Regions from separate parts of the Gossypium hirsutum genome. Here region 1 is linked to region 2. The links are chromatin contacts, called in public Hi-C maps. All regions are on one chromosome and are shown on one strand. The core of a region is the stretch at or near the end of the contact, and the rest is flanking DNA. Distances in the headings are between cores, read along the strand shown.

The links. Hi-C and Micro-C count contacts between places; a contact is called where the count stands out from the background.
Region 1: a Hi-C map of hypocotyl shows a contact between it and region 2, with 2.7 times the contacts expected there. The contact joins the promoter of LOC107899428 here to the enhancer-like site in region 2. A contact is called at or near these places in 5 of 34 Hi-C or Micro-C datasets (anther, hypocotyl, leaf and 1 more).

Annotation. Positions count from the first base shown.
Region 1 is chrD04:37,918,746-37,923,082 of Gossypium_hirsutum_v2.1, forward strand. LOC107899428 (fructose-bisphosphate aldolase 6, cytosolic) reads right to left here and starts at 2,875. Exons shown (of 3, transcript XM_016825139.2): 1 at 2,520-2,875; 2 at 1,730-1,957; 3 at 554-1,624. The coding sequence starts at 2,547. The coding sequence ends at 804.
Region 2 is chrD04:37,672,706-37,677,191 of Gossypium_hirsutum_v2.1, forward strand. No RefSeq gene overlaps it. Among protein-coding and RNA genes, the nearest start is that of LOC121216498, 7.5 kb to the left of the region's middle. Within about 2 kb of position 1,301, at least 7 of the 9 cell types and tissues checked have an H3K27ac peak or open chromatin away from gene starts, as enhancers often do. A contact at or near this core is called in hypocotyl and leaf, where this site is marked.

The DNA of each region.
Region 1 (4,337 bases), core at 1,625-4,124, 250 kb after region 2:
TAAAAATTTTTTAAAAATTAAAATAATAATTTTAAAAACTTAAATAAGTTCATAATTTAAATTTATCATACCAAAGTATTTGTTTCTTATTTTGCTTTGATAAGAAAATACTTTAACTTAAATTTTTTCACTCAATCCAAATACTCACCCTTAATTGCTATCGAATACTCACCCTTAATTGCTGCTGTGGACTCATTTGTGTCTGGTTTGCAGGTTTTTTTTTTTGGTTTGACTGTAGCACTGTTCTCTTCTATAACAAATACTGATGCAAACCCTGATGGAGCAGGAGCCTTACACTGCAACCAGATTGTAACAAGTTGACTCCCCAATCTATGCTGAAATCCTTAGCCAGCTGACTCCTATCTCTTGATTGTTCACTGGTATCATTTTTTCACTAAAAATGCTTGGACTTATATTTTTCAGGTCCTGTTTTTATCCAAGGGGCTTTAGCAATTCCCGCAGCACTAACGGCAGTGAAGTTACTTGGCTGGCTATAAACTGGAGCTCCTCAAATAGTAGGATTACGATTAATGAATCAAGAAACGCAAAACAATTAAAAAGTGCAAAGCACACTCAGTTGTATATGCAGAAAATATTGTTTTAAACTGAAGCAAACAAAAAACCATGAACACTCAGCGAGAACTAAGGCCCCCCAAGCTTATTTGAGTCTGATTTCACAACCTAAATTCCATGAGAAGAAACGGTCTGATTTCACAACCTAAATTCCATGAGAAGAAACGGAAAACCCCCAAAATCATCAATACAGAAAATTTCTCTGATACACAGACCACAAGACTAAATTCTTAGTATTTGTAGTCCTTAACATGAAGGCTCTCTGCAGCACCCTCACTAATCTTTGCGTCACCCTTGTATGTACCCAAGGTGGCCTCCGAGTTAGCCTTGCACCTAACAAGGAAAGCATCTTGTGCTTTCTTCACGTTTTCCTCCTTTCCAGCCCAGGCCTTGAGAGTGCTCTGCTGAAGGGCACGTCCAAATGAGAATGAGAGTGACCATGGTTTCTTGGTCTGGAGCTTGTTCATGGCATTAAGGTTAAGGGTAGCCTCCTCCTCACTTTGCCCACCAGACAAGAACACAATAGCAGGGACTGCAGCAGGGACGGTACGCTGCAAGGCACGGACAGTGTACTCAGCAATAACCTCTGGGGCAACCTTCGGGGAGTCGGAACCAGGGGTCACCATGTTAGGCTTCAAAAGAGTACCTTCTAGCATGACATGGTGATCATTCAAAGCCTTGTAGCAAGCAGCAAGAACACGCTCTGTCACCGCAGCACACTTTTTAATGTCATGTGATCCGTCAACAAGAATTTCAGGCTCAACAATGGGGACAAGGCCACATTGCTGGCAGATGGCAGCATACATAGCTAGCCCGTTGGCATTTTCTTGGATTGCAAGCTCGGTTGGCTCATTAGCACTAATCTTAAGGACAGCACGCCATTTAGCAAAGCGGGCACCAGCTTCATAGTACTTCTGGCATCGCTGTGCAAGGCCATCTAGACCCTGGGTGAAAGTTTCGCCATTGGTTCCGTTAAGCTCAACGGTACCCTTGTCGACCTTGATGCCAGGGAGGACACCACCTTCCTTCAAAACATCAACGAAGGGCTTGCCTGCACAATAAACATCAATATCAGAAATCAACAACCATCCATAACTCTTAAAAAGGAATAACACTACCGCGGTTCTTAATATTATCATAGTATTTTTAGTAATACCCGAAGCGGTTTTTTGATAAAGGGTTTCCTCAAAGAGAATAACACCACTGAGGTACTGAAGAGCTCCTGGAGTTGTGAATAGGAGCTCACGGAGAGCACGCCTGTTATCTTCAACATTCTCTACATTAATGCTTGAAAGACGCTTGCCGATGGTGCCAGTGGATTCATCAGCAGCAAGGATACCCTTTCCAGGGGTTCCAATGTAAGCAGCGTTTTTAGCCAACTCATCTACAAGATTCATGATTCAGAAAATAATAATAAGCCACCAATTCCCCATTAAAGGTTTAATAAACAGAGATCCAAATATTTAAAAACAGAAAGAAAAAAAAACCTTAAAAGGGTGCATGGCTAAGATTCAGAAATCTCAGATCCAAAATGAAAACACACCAAGCAGATAAAATTAACATTATCAACTTCATCAATCTTTTTTTTCCTGAAATCTTGAACTGAATCATATCATGGTATTTAAAAAAATGACTGGAGTAATAATAAGCGAGTACAAACATGCAGATCTAGATCTTCAGATATTACCCCAAAATTTAACCATGTAGTTAACACCCACTGACAGATCATAAGACAATATAACCAGACCTTAGAAGATCCGAAGAAATCCATATATCAAAATACAGTTGGTATAATTAAAACAAGCAAATCAACTAACGATTTTTTCTCGTCAAACTATCAAAACAACTAACAGATCAGACAAAAAAAACACTAAGATGGATCCGAGAGATTAAGATTATAAACATAAAATAAAGAGCAAAGGAAATAGCAAGGGAAGGGTACTTACCGGCATATTTGCTAATGAAGCAAGACATGATTGAACGGGAAAAAGAACGAGAGAAAGGAAAGAGGGTTTTTTTTTTTTGGGCTAGGAGGAAAGAAGAGAGAGACGGAAGTGAGGGTAAAGGGGGGCAGGGGTTAGGGGCTTTAAAAGAGATACAGAGAGAGGTGGTGGCTTCGAGATTATCGGTTAGTTTCTTCTTATGTCGTGTTTTCCAAGCAACACATGGACTGCCCGTGGGATCTTTCCTCACTTTTTCGTACCTGGTTTTTCATTTTTTCGTCCTCTTTTCCGCTTTTACCCCTCCCACCCCCATCTAATCTTTTTATGTTCGTCCACCTAACATTTTTTATTAAATATGAAAACCGAAGTGATTTTGATAAATACTATCTCTTAAATATAAAAATATTTATTTACTGAATTTTGAAAAAAGAAATACCCACCTTTTACTCAAGAAAATAACCTAATTTATATAATTTATTATTCACTAAAGTCCAAAGAAATATAAATTCTACTATATAAACACAAATTCAATTGAAAATGTTATTAAAAATAAAACATATTCCACGCATTAATTTTATTTAAAAGTAACAAGGACAAAATTGAGAAGAAACATAGGAATAGAAAATAGGCGTTTCTAAAAGTTTCTCAAAACAACTGCGGTTGAAATAGGTGGGCAGGTGAAATAAGTGGGCAGGAAAGCATGATGAGTCAGACCCAACTGTTTTAAACAACACATTTTTTATACTTTGAAGGGTCAAAACTCTAATATATCAAAGTAATCTTTTTAAACTCATATTTGTATTTATCCCAATTTTAATTTTAATAATAATCTTTATTTTTAATGAGTATTCTTTAATTTCTTTTAGGTTCAAATATTTTATAAGTTGATGTATTTTTCATAAATTTAAATTTTAATATTTGAATTTTTATTTTTTAGAATTTAATCTCTATATTTTTTAAATTTTAAAATTTAGATCTAACTATTAACACTGTTAAAACTATTTTATCAAATTCAAGTTTATTATAACATTTTTTTTGTTACATTGCTACAAAGTGAGTTTTTTTTTAAGGTAAACTACATATTTAGTCACCCGAGTTTACCTGCGTCCCTATTTTAATCACAAAATTCAAAAATTTTTTATTTTAGTCACTCATGTTAAATAAGTTGTTAATTTTATTCACTCTACTGTTAAAATTGGTTTAATCACTAAACAGAATGTTGACCTGACCTAGTATAATAACAAAATTAGCCTTTAATATATACACATTATACCAATTTGACCATGATTCTAAAATTTAAATTTAAAAATACATAAAAATTAAAAAATTATTAAAATTTATAAAAATATATGAAATACTCAAAAAATTATAAAAATATATTGAAAATTTATTATATTTTCACACCTTCCTTCCCCCAAAGTCCACAGTTTTTATTCTCATCTTTATCAATCAATGCCGGTTTTTCTTTCTCGTTCCCTCAAATGTTTTTGACACTTATCATTTTGAGCTTATATAAGTTTGACTTCAATTTTTCATAGTAAAAATGGATTAATTTTTTATTTAAGTTTTTATTGGCAATTTAAATTGTTCATTCGAATCAAAATAAAAACGAAGATTCCTAAATTTTTGGAATTTGAAAGACAATTAATTAGATAATATTGTTAAAGAGGAAATCAAATTTCATTGCTTAAAATAAATTCACACCAAGCATTTGTTAAAATGACAAACAAAGATTCAATTTTCCCAATCCAATTAATATAATAAGAACACTATCTTCTTTACCCTGTAATTGAAAATCATCTCATCCCCACCATCTTTCCA
Region 2 (4,486 bases), core at 51-2,550:
ACTATTTGTAGTGGACTATGTCTCTAAGTGGGTTGAAGCTGTTGTGCTTCCTACTAATGATGCAATGTCAGTAATGAAGTTTTTGCACAAGAACATTTTCACAAGATTTGGTATGACTAGGGCCATTATTAGTGATGAAGGATCTCATTTTGATTGCAAGCTAGTGGCTAATGCCTTGCATCGGTATGGGGTGAAACGTAAGATTGCCACGGCATATCATCCCCAAACAAATGAACAAGCTGGGGTTTCTAATAGAAAAATCAATAAGATTCTAGAAAAAATGGTGAACCCAACTTGTAAGGATTGGTCATCAAGACTAGATGAAACTTTGTAGGCCTATTGTACTGCATTTAAAACACCGTTGAGGATGTCACCTTTTAAGCCTTTTTATGGAAAGCCATGTCATTTACCTGCTGAGCTCGAGCACAAAGCATTTTATTAAAAAAGCTGAACATAGATTGGGTCGCTGTTGGCCATAAAACGTTGTTAGAGCTGAATGAAATGGAAGAATTCAGGGCACATGCATATGAAAATGCTAAGTTGTACAAGGAGAAGACCAAGCGTTGTCATGATAATAGAATTATGCCAAGGCATTTGATCCAGTGCAATAGGTGTTGTTCAACTCTAGGCTCTAATTATTTCCTGGTAAATTAAAATCTCGTTGGTCAGGTCCCTTTAAAGTAGCTCAAGTATACCCGCATGGAGCTGTTAGTATCAAAGACCTGAAAATGGGGGTCACATTCAAAGTTAGTGAACAATGCTTGAAGCATTATTAGGGTCCTCATGTGGATCGTGACAAGCAATCCATTGACCTCTGAAATGTTTGAGTTAGCTGCTTTGTTTTTATTTTTCCATTCTTTAATTGATTTACTTTCATTTTGTTTTTATTATGTGTTATCTTTAATTATTTAATGTTATTTTATTTCTATTTTTTATCTTAATTTAATGGGCAATTTTTTTTTTCTAAATTTTCGGAGACAGATTAAAAGTGTGAGGTTATATTTTTCTTTTCTTTTTTTAATAAAAAGACCTAAAAGGTCGACCTCAATTTATTGCATCTTTTGAAACCAAGTCATGGATCTCCAAAGGGTAATCCATAAGGAAAGTCAAATTACACTTATTAATTAAGGCCCTTTTACCCAGTAAATTAGCTATCCTATTAGAATACCGACTAGCCCAAATAATATTTGAGGAATTAAAATCCCTTAAATGTGGACAAACTTCCTTAAGGCGGTGGCCCATCATTGTTAAGTCTTTGTACCTATTGTTGATGCGGTTGACCAGACCAGCACTGTCCATTTCGAACTGGACGTCTTTGAAGTTAAACTTTTTTCGAAAATCAATGCTCTCCTCAAAAGCTCTTAACTCAGCCCAGTCAGCTTGCATTCCCGATTCGATGAAGCCCTCGCTTCCCCCTAACACGAAGCCATCCCAGTCTCGAGCAATAATCCCATATCCCATGATCGTTGGAGCAATAGTCGCGTCAAAATTTATTTTGATAATACCATTTTGGGGTTTGACCCAGTTCATCTCAACCGGTGTAACAGGCAAGATAGGCTTGTTTGTCAAATTGTGAATACGGAACTCTTTACTCAGGGACGATGCTCTTTCCGAAACTATCCTTGCTTCCTCCTCCTTACCTCTTGAAATGAAGTTGTTTTTATTGTTCCAACTGTTCCAGAGAGTAGTGATAAAGTCAGACACTGCCTGTAGATCCATCTCCCCCATAGCATCTTCGATCCAATCCACGCACCTTGTATATTCCCCATCAAGCAGCTTGTCATTAAGACCACCCACAGCCAAAATCTCACGAGCATTCGGGCATTCTTTCAAAGCGTGGATCAGGTCTCACTTTCAGGACCGCAACGAGGGCACACCTTAGCAAACTCTTTTCGAATGGTGGAGATCTTTTGATAAGTAGGGAGGATTTCATTCCCTATTCTCCAACAGAAAATCCGGATCTTTGCAAGGGTCTTCATCTTCCTAATGGTTCTCCAAAAAAGACGATGCGGGTCATATCCAATCTGTTTAAGAAGCAACCAAGAATAAGCGGACTTCGATGTATAATATCCATGGGGGTTGTGGAACCACCCTTTTCTGTCATTAGGAGCATTAGGAATAATGGGGATTTAGCATATTTGCTCCCCCATATTTTGGCCGAAAATCGCATGCACTCTGTTCACGTTCCACCCCTCGTAATCATTACTCCAGAGATCACGTGCTCATTTTTCATGGATGGTCAACTTATTAGAACCAATTAAGTCGCCAGTCAAACCCTCAAACCCCCAATTATCCTGCCAAATGTCAATGCTTCTCCCGTCTCCCATCAACCACCCAAAACCCTTTTTTAAATGTCCAGCAGCCGTGTCAATGTTTTGCCAAATATAGGAAGGTTTGTCGGATCTTTTTGGATTGAAGACACCACCATTTGGAAAATATTTTGAGCTCAAGACGCGGTAGCATAAAGTATCTTTGCAGGACATAAGCCTCCAGACTTGTCTCCCTAAGAGAGCCAAATTGAAAAGACGAAGATCCCCGAAGCCAAGACCTTCCATTCCTTTGGGCAAGCAAACCCTTTCCCAATCAAGCATACACCAGCGGCGGTTTTTCTCCCCTCCCCCCACCACATGCTGCTAATCTTAGATTGGATATCCTCAAAGACACCTTTAGGAGCTAAGAACACCGAGAAGGCATATGTTGGGATGGATTGGAGGGCTGATTTGATGAAGATATCTTTGCCCCCAAATGATAAAAGTCTCTTTGACCAACTGTTCATTCTGCAATAAATACGGTCAGAGATGCTTTTAAAAACCGTAGATTTTTTCTTAGCAATGGTGAGTGGGAGACCAAGGTAATTATCAAGTTTATCCACCACTCTCGTCTTAAGCCAGCCCTCAAACAAATGACGTTGCACCACTGGAGTATTAGGACTAAAGTATACCATTGACTTCTCAAAATTAATGCTATGACCCGAAGCTTTTTCTAAAGCTTCAATAATGTTCTTAAAAGCTTCCACCTCGTTTTTCTTGTTCCTAATAAAAAGAAGAGCATCATCAGTGAAAAAGAGGTGATTAAGGGTAAGTTTGGACGGGCGGTGCATTTACCTGCGATTAGTATAAAAACAGCGGTGGCGGTGAGATTAGATACTGTAGCGATACTGTAGTATGAGGTAAAAAGTAAATTAAATGTATCGCACCGTACCCAATCGCCCATCTAAACCCACCCTAATACTCAGACCATTTTGACTTGCTCAGATGCCCTTAAAGATCTTAGCATTATGTGCATGGGTAAGCATGCATGAGAACGCTTCCATGCAAATCAAGAACAGATAAGGAGAGAGGGGTCCCCTGTCGGAACCGCCTATAGCTATAGTCAGACAGCATAGAATTACACTAAACCACTAACCGCATAATTTTTTCAATCTAACTAGGCTTGAAATCTAATTTTTTCATGGCTTCCTTTAGAAAATTCTATTCCACGAGGTCATAAGCTTTACTCATATTGAGTTTAACCACAAAATTTTTATTCAGGCCATTTTTTGAACTTTAAAAGTAATGCATTAATTTATACACGATAATGATGTTGTCATGGATCATTCTCCCAGCGCGAACGCGCTTTAATTCTGATGCAATGGGGTAGCACATCTTTCAGCCGATTTGCCAAAGCTTTCGAGATTATTTTATAAACGATCCTCGACAGACTTATGGGGCGGAAATTAGACATATCAATAGGATCTTTTTTTTCCTTTGATCACCTCATGGCACAAATTTAAGATATCTTTTCCAACTATTGCCCAATGCTCTTTGAAGAAGCTTCCTGAAAGGCCATCGCACCTTGGAGCTTTATGAGGATCCATGTTCTTGAAGGCAGTTCTTCATCGGTAAATTCCCTGTCCAAACTATAATTCAGTTCGTCGGTAACACAAGTCTTGATATAATGCATGTCAACATCATGGAGAGAGTCGGTGGTTGACTTAAACAAGTCATTAAAATAACTCCATGCAACATTACAAATGTCTTTTTTGTCCGTATGCCACGTTCCACTTGAGTCTCTAATCTTCTCAATTTGATTTTCCTTTTTTCGACTCGTGGCACACACATGAAAGTAGTGAGTATTTCTGTCGCCTTCCCTAAGCCACCTGATGTGCGCCATTTTAAGGAGATTAGTTGTATCTTCCCTATTTGAATTATCCATCAACTTATCAATTTTCCATTCCAGCCCTCGAATTTGGTTCCTAGTTCTTCTATAGCTCTTGTGCTGCCAAGGCCCTAATTCCTCCCGAACCTTATCCATCTTCTCCAGGACATCCCCGTTATTTTCAGTCCAAATTCTAGTAATGATATTCCTAGCTTCCTTCTCCTTAGCCCAGCACACGTCGTACTTAAAAACAGTCTAGGATCTTTAATCTTATCACATGGTTGGCTTGATAAAATTGTTCTCAATGTAAAATTGTTCATATTAATATAAAATGCTTATAAACTATTTA